Regions from separate parts of the Rattus norvegicus genome. Here region 1 is linked to region 2. A link is a contact called in public Hi-C data. All regions are on one chromosome and are shown on one strand. Each heading gives the region's core, a stretch centred on a gene start, on an enhancer-like site or on the middle of the called end of the contact. The rest is flanking DNA. Distances are from core to core; before and after follow the strand shown. Region 1 has its middle 130 kb from the start of Sdk2. Region 2 holds the start of Sdk2 (sidekick cell adhesion molecule 2).

Region 1 (6,785 bases), core at 1,202-3,701, 130 kb after region 2:
GGTGAGGCAGGAGGCTCGCCCAGGAGCTCTGGGTCAGCTGGAGAGCAGAGCATCAGCAAAGGTCCTGTCTCCAAAAGCAAGATGGATGGAAGGAACTAGCTAAAGCACTATCTGAAGTGGAAACTTCTGGCTTCCTTGGAGAGTCAGCTATGTCAAATCATGTCGCTGGAGCACACAGGTGAAAGGATGTTTTGCTAGGGCACACATGGGAAAAAGAGTGTTTTCCTGAAGCAGACACAGATGAAAGGATGTTTGGATACTGCAAACATATGAAAGGTCGCTTGATGGAGGAGTATAAATATGACCCTACAGACAGTGGGAGCTCAAGTACTGGTTCCCTTTGCTCTGCCTCGTTATTCTTCGCTGAGGACACGCATGTACTGGTTCACCTTACGATGCATTGCTGAGCTTTGCTTGTGGTGACTCCGTGGAGAGAAACTCAACTGTTAAGAACTTCTCGTGAAGTTCCTGCGGCTGCTTACGGCTTCAGCGGTGGACCCTGTGGTTTCTTCTCGATAGAACTGCTGTTGCTGATTTGTGAGTGGGGATTGATTGCTGAGTGGACTGGACCGAGGCTGCTGGTTTGTGTTGGTGTTTTGCTAGAGGGCTGGGCTGCTGATACCCCAACAAGGAAGATTGGAATCGCCCCCAAAGAACTACTTCTAAGCAGCTCTGCTACTCCTGTATCCTAATAACCTTTCTCCCACTACCTCTGGTGGGTGGTGAGCTAGAGGTGAGGTTGAACCTTATTAAAGAGAAAAATGTGTGCCTACAGTCTTCTGGTTTCCACACGTATTCAGTGGCACACACACACACACAATCTGTACTGACATACTCACCTACAGATACACAATAATTTAAAAAAATCAGATAATTAAAAGAATTGCAAAATAAATAATCAACCTGACGCTGTGACAACCAAGTTTATCATTTTGTGTGTTGGGCTGCCTTCATAACTATCCGGGGTGCACGTGGCCCCTAGACAGCTGGTTGGACACCCCCAAAAGCTTTTTTACAAAGAGCATTCTTGGAAGTCCAAACACTGACACCCAAACTCATTTCCCCAAGTCCTGCTCCTGGAAGCCTGTGCCAGCCAGCCCACAATGCAGGGCAGCTCCTCATCCCTGCACCGTCTGAATTCATTACCTTCGTGACCCTGGCAGGAAGGAGTGACAATTATTATCAATTTGGAGACAGGAAAATGGAAACACTCAGAGTTCAATACCTGGCAGGAGATCACATCGCAAGAACTCCATGTCCCTAAAGCTCTTATTCACATCCACAACAGCCTCAAAGCCAAATACAGTTCCTGCTGGGAGCCACCTGGGCTAGCGGAGGGCTGGACCATTCCCAGAGGCTCTTACCCATGGCACTGAGGACTCTCGAGCTGATACAGCAGCTGTGTCCCCCAAGTCAGCTTCCATGCTGGCAAACCGTGGTTCAGGGGTCAGCACCGCCCCACCCCCATACTCCGTTTCTTGGAACACAGCTGTCTGTGTCCTCCTGTGGACAAGCTGTTCGTGCTTGCACTCTTCGTGGTGCCCAGCTGAGTAGCTACAGCAGGCACCAGGCAGCCAGCAGGGCCAGGATTTTACCATCAGTTTTCACAGTGTTGTCTAAGCCTGGTCTTCTTAATAAAGTACTGTAGGCTTGGGTTTCAGGTTTAGCAACTGACATTCAAAGCTCAATATTCTGAAAGGCTGAAGCGTGATATCGAAGTGTTGGTATTGGGTGGGGGAGGAGGGAGGGAGAGAGGAAAGTTCAGTTCTTCCCTCTTATGTGTTTATTGTGAGTGTTTGTTCTGTGCCTCTGTGGATGTGTGTGCATCTGCCCCTGTGTGTGCAGCATGGGTGCCAGCAGCACACATGCGGAAGTCGGAGGATGACTTGAGGGAGTCAGTTCTCTCCTTCCACCAGACAGAAGCTGGAGATGGGATACGGGTTACCAGGCTTGGTCGTAAGCATCTTTACCTTCTGAGGCATCTAACGCAGCCTGAAGCCTGCCTTTTCTTAATAAAGACACTTATGAGGGGCCCACCATTAAACCGAAACCACCTTCTAATGCTCCACCCCTCACCATCACACAGAGCATTGGGAATTGGACAGGCATGCGCTTAAAGGGAAAACTATTTGATCATAACTCGTGCCGTCTCCTGCCTTTAACAAAAACAGGAGTTTACCGGCTTCTAGCAGGGCTTGGCCAAGCTTTTGGTTAGGAAGACGTGCATATGCATGCATACTGTGTGTGTGTGTGTGTGTGTGTGTGTGTGTGTGTGTGTGTGTGGGAACGCTCTGAAGGCCCCTGGCACACAGCTCCTTCTCTCTCTGTCCTCCTGGAGAAGCAGCCATGGGCGTGGTGTGAGCAAAGCTCTCCTCTCTGAGGAAACTGGATTCCAAGCTTTTAGGACCATCTCTGCCGCTGCTTCTGCTGATGCTGCCACTGAAATTTAAGTAATTTTCCCCTAATTAAGCAATTATCTCTAAAATAGCTGCTCTCCCAGCTCCGGGAACTTCTCATGGAGGTTGGGGAGCAACAAGATTGGGGGTGTAGCATTTGGGAAGCCCCAGATATAGATTCACCCTGGCTGTGTGTTAGTTCCCCCAGGGAGCTAGGGCCACAGTGGCATCATGTGTGACAGCTGCAAAGGTGGGTGTGGAAACTGGCCCTGGAGCTACTCTGCTGTTCCTGCACGCGCTCGAACACACACACACACACACACACACACACACACACACACACACGGGTGGGAAGCAAGTGTGAGCTAGCAGGCAGCTGCTCAGGGGAGCTGAGTCCACAGGGGCCCTGAGAGCTGGATTCTAGGGAGAGGCTGAAGAAGCTTAAGTGTGGGGGATTCTAGGACAGAAAGGAAAGGCAGCTCCCTGTCCCAGAGGGGACAGCTACCTCCATAGTCTTAGGTCACAGCGGGAGGAGTGATACCATAATCCTTTTAAGTCAGCAGAGTTCCCACAGACCCCACAATCTCCTCTGAAAGACCAATCCTTGGACATGGATAGGACTGGCAGGTTGACAACAGGACGCCCAGCAATACTTGAGAGACAAAGCACAGCCTGGAGCTTTCTATACAGACCAGGTTGGCCTTGAACTCACAGAGATCTGCTTGCCTCTGCCTCAGGAGTGAAGGCCACTTTGGTTTTTGAGGAAGCTTCTCTCACTGAGACCCTGAGCTGACAAGCTAGGGTAGATTGTCTGTCCAGTGTGCCCCAGGAATTTTCCTGTCTCTCCCCGGAGCTGGGACTACAAACATGCCCCCATGCCTGGCCGTTGTTGTTGTTGTTGTTGTCATCGTTGTTGTTGCATGATTTCTGGGGCTTAAACTCAGGTTTTCATGATCTTGTGGAAAACACTTTACACACCGAGCCATCTCTCCAGCCCAGGTGCTTGCTTTTAAAAAAAAGATGGCGGTTGGCAGAGGTAGACTCTGCAGAAGGTAGATAGATTACAAAGGAATCAACAGGAACATCAAGCTGGGGCTTGTTCCTCAGATGGGTGCCTCCATCCCAACCACAGGGCGGCCACTTGATCTGACCAGGTCTTTCTGTGGGAAACAGGACAACAGAGATATCCTCCCATTTGTCTGATGGAAAACACAGTGTGCGAGAGATGAAAACACAGTGCGAGAGATCCCAAGCAAACAGGAACAGAAAGTGGAAACAGAAAATCTAGGTCCCCCTGGGGGAGCTAGACGCAAGCAAGATGGGAGTTTGTGCAAAGACGGCTGAACTCCAGTAGGAGGCTCACTTCCCAGGGTGCTTATAGACATCAGCATCCGCGTCCGGTGGAAGCCCCAGAGAAATGCTCTCTTGCGCTTTTTCCTGGGGTGGAAAGGGAAAAACAAATGCACCATCTCGGCCTCTACAGGCCGGGGCTTGGCGTGATTTTTTACCCAGTGGATACTCCTTTCAGTTGCAGCTCTGGGGGCCCTGCTAAGACAGCAGGAGGTGAGCAGGAAGAGGCCTAAATAGATAAAGGGCGTGGCCATGCAAATGTGGGGACCTGAGCTCAATCCCGAGATCCCTTGTAAAACAAAGACGTTGATGGTGGCAGGTGGATGTAACCCTGGTGCTAGGGAAGCAGGCAGATTCCCGGGGCATGATGTGAGCAACCTAGACAATTAACCAAGACGTTACAACAAGATAGGATGGCATCCTATGGAATTACAATGGAGGCTGACCTCTGACATCACGCATAAACATCTTCCCATGTGCACTCAAACACGCACGCACGCACCAGAAAGGATTCTGAGAACTCTGCTGAGGATATGCAGAAGATCTAGGGAGCTTCACACCTTAGAAGTCAGAAGCCCAAAATCCTCCCTTTTTCCTCACCTTCCCTGCACCTGGCTACAACCGCTGGGCTTCTGTGTAAGGCCAGACCCAGGGAGTCTGTAGCTTGCAGTAAATAAAAGCTGCGCAAAGTTACACTGTATTTATTTATTCTCCAGCAGTGCGGTGGGGCCTGCATAAAAAGAAAGGGCATCACATGCAGAGACCATAAAAAGAGAGTTTGGTTTTATGCAGTGGTAACTTGGGGAATTAATTCCCGGCTGGCAGAGGTGGAATGATGGTAACTGAGTGTTAAGCAGGTGCAGAGGGGACTCTGGGGAGGCAAGGGAGAGAGGGAGGAGAGGCTGCTGGGCTGAAAACTGAGCTGAATGGAACCAAGGTGAGACCTGGGCAACAGCAAAGCACGGTAGAGATGGGGCCTTGAAGAGCTACCAACTCAGTCCTGATCTAATTCAGACCACACTTATTGGCCACCCACTGTATGCAAGGCCTAGCTAGGTGCTGTGGGAACTTTAGCAATGGTTGAACTGGGGCTCCGGTTCACACTACTGGTTTTGAGTGAATGTCAGGGACACCACAGCTGTAACTGAGACCCTGGGTCTTCAGGAGAGAGCTGGCCGAAAAATAGACCTAAAGAGCCCAAATTCTGATCAGTGGTTAAGAGCAATGGCTGCTTTTCCAGAGGACCCAGGTTCAAATCCCAGCACCTACATGCTGGCTCACAACTGTAATGGCCAGTTCAAAGGGATCCGATGCCTTCTTCTGGCCTCTGCAGACACCAGACAAACATGCTGCTCTGACAAGCATGTGAACACCCAAACATATCACACACACACACACACACACACACTCTCACACAGTTCTGTTGGCACAATGCTTGTAACTCCAATATTGTTTAGGGTACAGACAGGTAGATCCTGAGGGCTCAGTGGCCAGCCAGTCTAGCTAAAAAGGTACGTTTCCAGTTCAGCAAAAGACCCTGTTCCTGGTAAGGAGGTAGAGAATTGTAAAAGAAGACACCCAAGTATTGCTCTGGCTTTTATACACACACGTGGTCACACACGTAAGTACACCTATGCACAGACACAACACAATGCACATATACAAAAAAGAGTCTGGGGAGGCTTCCTAGAGGAGGTGACTTACCTTGTGTTTGAAAACTGAGTGAGGGTCATGTGGATGGAGGCTTCAGGAATAGCACAGAATCCAGACAGCAATGCTGCTAGGTGTGGCCTTGACCTGGGGCTTGGCACCCTTGTGGTGCCTGGACAACCTAAAGGTTCTCTCCCGGGCCAAATTCAGGGCTCTGGACCCCATATGAAGAGGAACTCAAGCAATCATACCTGCTCAGCTGCACTGTCCCTCCATGACCCCAGAGCGGAACGGGTGGCTACTTTAGCAGAAGGCAGCAGCCCTCATTTTGAAGGCACTATGCTAACTGGGTCAGAACCCGGGCATGGGAAGATCAGTGAACGCACTTCAGAACTCAGCCAGGCACCAGAATAGAGACGCCCGAGAGAAATCTAACAGGATCCACGCACGCGGTCTTAAATCTCTGATAACCAGCTCATAAAAGTAAAAGGAAGCAGGTGAAACTATTGGTAGCAGCATACTTTAGTTGACTCAACACACGAGAAGCATTACCAACTTGACGCATAATGAATCCCAGGGAATTATTCATAAGCTCTCCTGCATTCTCTTTTCCATACAAAAGCACCAAAATCCGGTGTGTGTCTCTCTGACCCAGTTCCTGGGGCCCCAGGGTCACTACATGGGACACAGAAGCTGTGGCTCACATCTACCACCGAGTTCAAAGACACGGCCTCCTGTGAACGCTCTCAGCTGAGCACATTTGGAAATCAGGCGATGGCAGGTCCATGGGTGTCTTAAGATGTCATTGACGTTCGTCCTTGTAGTAAGACATTCGATCCCTCTGCCTCCATTTCTGTGTGTGTGGGGGCGGGGGTGGCAGGGGGGGGAGAGAGAGAGAGACAGAGGAGAGAGAGACAGAGACAGAGAGACAGACAGGGAGGGAGGGGAGGGGAGGGGAGGAGAGGAGAGAGGAGAGGAGGAGAGGAGGAGAGGGAGGGATGGCACCTTGACCTTTAAGGACTGAGCTAGCTCCCTAACCTCTCTGGTTTTGAGACTGCCTCTGTCTGCCCTAGGGCTCACTGGTTAGGTTGGCCTGGGTGGCCAATATCTACTTAACTCCGTCTCTCCAGCGTTGGGATTAAGAGAGTGTGCCACTGAGCTGGGTTCTTTGTGGGTTCTGGGCATTGAACTAAGGGCTTCCTGCTTGCACAGCAAGTCTTCATTGTCTGAGCCATCTCCAACCTGCCTCAGTTTCTTCACACAGAAAACAAGGACAATCCCAGGAGCTACCTTGGACTGTCTGAGGAGGAAGGCCACTTCCTTCTGGCCATAGGGTGAGGGTAGGCGGGGCTTGAGTACCTCAGAGCTGCTTCACCAGTACCCAGCCAC
Region 2 (7,281 bases), core at 1,289-3,788:
ACAAGAATTCGATGACCTCTGAGGTCCCTGCCTACTGGAAGATTTTACGACCACTATAAAAATAATAACTTTTATTGCCTTACATTTATGGCGCTCATTAGAAAATTTCGAAGTGCTTTTACCTAAATTGCCTTGTAAAAAGTCCTCTCCTCAGCCCCGTGAGCGACAACGGATCATTTTCATCTCTGATCTTGGCTCTGACGCTTGCCTGGCTTGGGACACGGTGGCGACCCTTCTTTTCTGAGGTCCCGGGACCCCAGAAGAGGAGAAAGGCTCTGTAGGGAGATTGCAGCGCCATCCCAGTCCCCCCACGGCCCCACTCCCGGCTCCTGGCTTCCTGTGAGTCTGGAAAATCAAAGGGATCTAAAGCTAAACCGGTGAGTCTGGGGATTCAATCTAGACTACTTCTCCCTTTGCCCCCAGCAGGCGCCGCTCGGCCACCACGGCCACTACCATCTGGATCTTCGAACCCCAAACCCAAGAAAGCTCGGTGCAGCCTAGCCTACCACGACCCTCCAGGGGACCCCAGAGATGTGCAGGCGTCCGCCTCAGGAGGCGGGGAAGGACAACCCCATCACACCTCCTTTCAACACACCCTCTGCACACCCACTAGCCCTTCATCGCCAGGCTGTCTGCTCGGGGTAGCTACAGATCAAAGCGGCAGGGGCCAGACACCCAACTAGCAGTGGAAGCTGAAGGCTGGGGCTGCCCGCTGGGTGTGTCGGTGGTGGGGGTGGGGGTGATCTGCCGCTGTCCTCGCCACTGGGCTCCAGGACCACGCCGCCAAACCGCCCCAGCTCCCGCGGCTGGCTAGGCAGCCAGGCGCGGGCTCCCATATGTGGTCAAGTAGAGTAGCTGCTCTTGAAGGAAAAATCAAGCGAGCCCCGACTACGGCTTCTTCCCAGCTTCTGCCTGCCCCATCTTCTCACCCCGGGACTACCCAGTGCCTGCCTGGTATGGTTTTGCCCTTCCTGTCGGACGTCGAGCAGGATGAGGAGCTTAGGGAGTTCAGTGGAGCCAAGACATGAAATGACGCGCCCCTCCTACCCCAGTCAGAGGGTATCTATAGAGGTCCACCTACCGCACCTCCGCTTTTCTCCACCTCCCCCTGGCCACCTCACCTTTCCGGTCCAGAGAGGCCAGAAGTACCGGGGACACTGCCCCACCCCAAAGAGAGCCCCAAAAGTCGAAGAAGCGGGAGCATTGAGACGTACACGAAATGGTCCAGCTTGGGCCAAACGCGGTGTCTTAAGGGGACACCTCTCTTCCGCCCACCCGAACCCCTTCTCCAGTTCCACGTGGAGAAAGTCGCCCATACCATACCTTGGGCCCCGGCTGAGTGGATCCGATGCAGGGCCAGTAGAGTCCAGATCGGCAGCCTCCACATGCTGGGCATCCTGACGGAGGGGTCCTCTGCTGTGCCCTCCTCTTTGCGAGTTGCTTTATAATCCTGTGGGGTCCCGGGAGACTGCGTGGCCAAGTCCTGGACGCTATGACCGTAGGGACCGCACCAGCGACCCCAAATGCTTTCTCCTCTTTCTGTGCTGGCTATTCCGTAAGTCGAGGGGAGAGGAGAAAGAGGCCAAGCCTCCTCTCAAACTCGGGGTGCCTGTATTTCTTAGCACCCCGACTCAGACTACTTCTCGAAGGCAGGGCGACCCCTGCGATCCGGCCTGGTCGCTAGATGAGCTCCGGAATGAGAGGACAACTTCAGGAAACTTCCTTCTGATGGCCACGTTGCCCGCCTCCCGCCCCTCCCCGCCCCCTGGTTGGGTTCTCCCGGGCCGACGTAGTCACCACGGTTCCAGACGCCCGGCCCCTGGGACTGGATGCTAGCAGAACACAGTGGCAGGCGCGGGCGCCGGGTGTCTTTGAGATGGGGCGCAGGGCTCCGGGGGCGCGGTTAGCATAACGGTCCGAATCTCCCCGGAGCCGGAGCCGAAGTTTTCTTCTCTTCTAACTTTGCAGAAGGCATCTGGCAGGGCCAAGCCACCCTTCAGAGCTCCACGGTCCTCGCACCCAATTCAGTGATTTCGGGGGATACGTCCCCTGGGGCTTCAGTGCGGGGCTCGCCCTAAGCTCTGAGCACCTCCGACTACCAAACTTTGCGGGTCCCACGGCCCGGCGCGCAGCCCCGTGCACCCATGTCTGCGCCAGCTGCGGGCAGGGATAGATGCCCGGTTCGGGTACCGGGCTGGGCGACCCGGGTTCCAGCCAGTGCTCGGGCGCGGAGCCTCTTGCGGGCGATCGGGAGGAGAAGACCGGCGGGTCCTGCTCTCCGCCGCACCCGGGATGGAGGTCGGCGCGAGCTGCACCGGGAGAGCCCGGCCGGCAGTCCTGGGATCCGGGGTTTCGGCGCCGCCTCGGCCGCCCGGCGTTTTCGCCCAGCGCGGGGACCCCAGTCTCTGCGGCCGCTCCCGCGCCTCCTCCGCGCCTGCCGCTCGCCCACCTCGGCAGCCGCTGCCTCGCGGAGCCTAGAGCCCTGGGCTGCCGGGGCTCAGCGTCCTAAGAGCCGCTCTGCTGCCGAGCCTCAGAGTCTGCCTGCGTCGAGCCGGAGCTGCGGGGGCAGCGGGAGCCGGGGACGAGCGCGGCGGAGGCGGAGACGCGGAGAGGGGGGCCGAGCGCTACCCCGTGGCCGCGACTGGAGCGCAGCCTGCGCGCAGGGAGGGGGCGGCGGCGGCCCTGAGCCAGGCCCGGGAGCGAGCCTCGCAGAAACCCAATCCGTGTGCGCGGCCGCGGGCGCCTGGCTTCTCCGGGACCCACCGGAGGGCAGTAGTGCGGGCCGCGAGCGAGTCGCTCTCTCTGGCCTTGTCTTCTAGCTTCAGCCTTCCCTCCCTCCGTTCCTCCCTCCCTCCCTCAAAGGCCTCATCCAAGTCTCCCATAGGCAGGAGACCCCAGCACCCCTCTGGACATGACGGGGCAGGACAGTTTGGGAAGGGTGTGTGTGTGTGTGTGTGTGTGTGTGTGTGTGTGTGTGTGTGTGTGTGTGTGTGTGTGCATGTGTCGGTCAGCCGGTTGGTTCCAGTTTTTCCTTCCTAGGTCAGACTCTTTAAAAGTCTGGAAACGCTCAGGGCGGAGAGCAAGATAAAGGGAAAGTCTGGGACTTGCAGAAAGCTGAAAAAGTGAAGCTGGTGCCAAACTCGTGCGTTCTTTGTTTCTTCTTCTTCTGAGCTCCCCTTTAAAGGCACATTGGCAGCGGAGACACAATGGAGAGAGCCAGAGGGGTCCTCCCTCGTGGCCCACGAATGGGAGCAGAATGCACCTTCCGGTGTGGGAAGGCCAGGAGCTGTAAGACCCCTTTAACAGTTGCATACACGGGCAACAGGCGTCTCTACCTCCGTGGGCTCTTTCCTCTATTAAAAATATTAAAAGTAATATTTTGCGGCTGTGTTGGCATGAAAACAAATATATTGCTACATATTAAAACATTTTCTTTCATTTAAAAGTTCATTTAATTTTTCCCCTGATTTTAAAAGAAATTAAAACATTTCCGTGGGTTTCCTAAAAGACTGTGTAGTCCCTGGCACTGAGCCTGCTGGGAGAAGTCAGCCTTGCAAGCTCGGTATTTTGGCTGGAAAAGGAAGGAATGAGGACCTTCGCCTTTGCCAACCTTTCTCTTCATGCCCCCTGAGCCCAGGTCTTTAGAGACACACCCCTGTTGTCATCCTGTTCTGGTCTTTACCCTTCAAGCATCTTAGTGACTTTGAGGGCTCTGCCTCATCCTCTCCAGTCCGGGCCACCTTTTCTCCTCGCTGTGGAGTGAATAGAGGCACTGAACACATCTCATCGCTCTTCCGGTCTCGGTCTCTCCTCACCTGCCTTGGAAGAAAGAACTGTGAGCATTTAGTGGAAATAGATGAAAAGCCAGCCTGCCTATCTTCGGGTTTATATTCGTCCACTTCAAACGCTGCTTTTGCCTTTTCCCCTGACAGCCTGTGCCCTGTCCAGGCCCAGTGCTTGCTGTGCGGCTGAGTTTTTCACCCAAAAGTGAGTGGCTTTAGGGGCAGGCAGCCTAGCTCTCTTCCCCCTCGGTGGCCACGCCCCTCCCGTCGCCGAGAAGCCAAGATTCTGCCTCCCTAGCTCCAACCCCCAGACTCGGCAATACACGCTTGAGAGCTCAGGCCCTGCCCAGCCCATCAGGAACAGCTGTTCTTCAGGGTGTTGTTGCACGGATTGCTCACAGAGGGGGCCTGAGAGTCAGTTTTGCAGCAACTGCTTCTTAGCCAGCAATCCGAGCGGAGAGACTGTCTGTGCCCTTGGGCTGGAGTTCATGTGGGTACTAATGTCTGAAATCTTGCTGGATTTCTCCATTTGGGTCCAGTGCTCAGGCTTGTAACTGTAAGAGTCTGAGTTAGCTCCTCTCAGGCCCCAGAGAGCATTCGTGCCCTTCCTAAGAGTAGACCTTTTGGCACAGCCAGGTGCGTCCGTTTTACCGATCTAGACGCTTTATCTCCACGGTAGGACGAGGAAAGGGAGGGTGCTCTCTTGTCTTTGTAGGCAGTCTTTCATGCCCGCGTGGTTAAGGGGAGGACCTATTCCCGAACCTCTCAGCCAGTCTACTTCCACACTTCTGGAAAAGAGAGAGGATTTGGGGAGCGCCTCAGCCTATGCAATTCCAGAAAGGTAGATTTCTTCTAATCCCCCTGAGAGGAACTTATTTCTGGAAAAGTCACCTGCAGACACCTTTCCCTCATTGTTGGTGCCCCTAGAATAGTTAGGTTTCCAGAGGACTAGGAAGATAGCTTAGTGGGTAAAACATTGGAGCCCCTGAGTTTCATACCCTCCCCGAGAACCTGCCTCACAGAAGGCCAGATAGTGGGGCTTATGTGAAACCCCTGTGCTAGGGGGGATGAAGACCGGTGGATTCCTGACCAGACAGTCTAACCGACTTGCTCGACGAGAGCGTATCTTAAAAAGCAAGGTCGACAGCACCTGAGGATGGACAGCTTAACCTGCCCTGTGTCCTCCATACAAATGTACACATATGTGCACCTTCACATTAGAACACATATATGCACGCATGTGAACACACACACACACACACACACACACAGAAGGATACAGAAGGTGACGCTACTGTGGGTACCCCATCAGGAAGGTCTGTGTGTCTTTCTAGGCTCTGCACCCACCCCACTCCCATTGTCACCCCACCCCTTCAACTGGATGCACAGATAGAGGATACAGCTCTCCTGCAATGCTCTGGGGACAACTGAGTCTCCTCCTTTATGTAGGTCCCATCTCCCGCCACCATCAGGACTAGTCCTGGGGCAAGACTTCTCTCTGTGTGTTTGCCTCTGAACTTAGACGGAGGCCAACAGCAGCAGCAGAATTCATTCCTGGCTGCTCCAGAATGCCTACGGGATCCCTTTAGTTAAAGTGGTTAAAATGTCACCTCTCCTAGGAGAACATTGTGGAACACAAGGACCGCCTCTACACCATACTTGTTAGTGAGAGGGTGTTATTGGCCAGGGAGATGTCATAGCAGAGGGGACACATTGCTATTGTATCCAGGAGGAAGACGATGGCTGGAGCAGGTAGGGAGGCTGTTTGCTCTCACAGAAGAGCATCCCCTCTTTCCCAGCCTTGGACAGGAAGCCCAGCCTCTGTTCCCTTTCACATAAACAGAGCTCAGGATAGGTCAGGCAGAGTCGGCTTTTTGATGTGGTTACTGTGTAAAAAAAAAAAAAGAAAAGAAAAAAATTTTTTTCTGTTTCCATCTCTGGTGTAACAGGAGCTAGAACAGAGTGTTCAATTACAGGATCAGACTGTGTGTTCCACAAGCACTGGGTGGCATCAGGGACCAGTGGGGACACCCTGGAGGCACAGACAGACGCTCCCAGCATACATAAGTCACCCGAGTCCTTCGCTGTCGGTGGCTCCTGCTCAAGCTACAGGGTCCCACCCACGTCTGTGAAGCCCACTCCCACGGCTGTCTGGCTGTAGTTGAGGAGGCAGAAACGGTGAGCCAAAAAACAGAACATCACATCATTCAGAAGAGAAATGAGGGAGCAGAGAGGAGCCAAGGCTGTGGTGATCCTCAAGCTATGGATATTTAGAGCAAAATCCCAGACACTGTGTGTGTGTGTGTGTGTGTGTGTGTGTGTGTGCGTGTATGTGTGTGTGTGTGTATATATATATATATATATATATATATATATATATATATATATATATATATATATATATATATATATATATATATATATATTCTTCTCAGTGCCATGGTTTCAGCATCTCCTTCCTGGATTATAGTTCTCTCTCCATCACAGCAACTCAGGGTGCTATAGATGGGGCCTAAGCAGACTCCCCTCCCCTCCAGGGACCTTCAGAAAGCATCTTAAACAAAGGAGCTGAGAAAACAAGTCGCCTTGAAATACAGGTATATTAGTGAAGTTTCTCATCACGGTGACAAAACACCTGCCAGAAGCAACTTAGGGAAGGAGAGACTTATTTTAGCTCATCGTGTCGGTGAGGACAATCCATCATGGCTGAGATGAGACTGGCTGAGAGGACTTCCTAGGTTGCCCTGGGAGCTTGTGTGGTGTGTCTTGTTCACATCTTGGGTAGATCAGGAAGGAGGGAAGTAGAGAGGGAAAGAAGCGTGGACCTAGAGCTCCTGGGATATCACCTTCAAGCCCACCCCATCTTCTTCCCCTCCACTACCTAACCCTAGACACACACACACACACACACACACACACACACACACACACACACACACACACACACCATTTCGCAACCTCTCAGAACAGCGCCACCAGGTGGAGACTCAAGAGCATTGCATGGCAGGAGGTAGACCGTTAAGACAAAGCTTCTAGCGGTTATTATTAATAGTAGTCTCTTCCATGTTGTTCTGTTGGACAATAGAAAGAAGAAAGTGGAGTAGATGTGGTTTAGTAATCCCCTATGAAAAGAGGAAGGTTCTGGGTCTTGGTCAGCTTGGCAGCCGCGATGAGCGCAACAGACAGGGTTGCTCTAGCGGAAGACGCTTGCTTCTCACAGTTCTAGGGCCCAGGGAGTCCAAGCTTCAGGTCCTGGTTGATTTGGTTCCTAGTGAGACTCTTCTTGGCTTGGCCAAGCTGTGGTCTCTTTTCTTTTGAGACAGGATTTTTCTGTGTAGCCCAAGTTGACTTCAGACTTGCCAACCTCCTGCCTCAGTTTCCCTGTGCTGGGATTACAGGCTTGAGGGGATCACACCCCGTTCTTCCTCTTCTTATAAATATACTGATCCCGAGGATCAGATGGGGATGTAGTTCCGTTGGCGGAGTGCTTGGTTAGCAA

The links. Hi-C and Micro-C count contacts between places; a contact is called where the count stands out from the background.
Region 1: a contact with region 2 is called in a Hi-C map of frontal cortex, with 2.1 times the contacts expected there. The contact joins the enhancer-like site here to the promoter of Sdk2 in region 2. A contact is called at or near these places in 2 of 12 Hi-C or Micro-C datasets (Schwann cells and frontal cortex).

The regions. Positions count from the first base shown.
Region 1 is chr10:99,724,885-99,731,669 of GRCr8, forward strand. No RefSeq gene overlaps it. Among named protein-coding and RNA genes, the nearest start is that of Sdk2, 130 kb to the left of the region's middle. Within about 2 kb of position 2,452, at least 10 of the 93 cell types and tissues checked have an H3K27ac peak or open chromatin away from gene starts, as enhancers often do.
Region 2 is chr10:99,599,145-99,606,425 of GRCr8, forward strand. Sdk2 (sidekick cell adhesion molecule 2) reads right to left here and starts at 2,539. Exons shown (of 44, transcript NM_001413325.1): 1 at 1,324-2,539. The coding sequence starts at 1,396.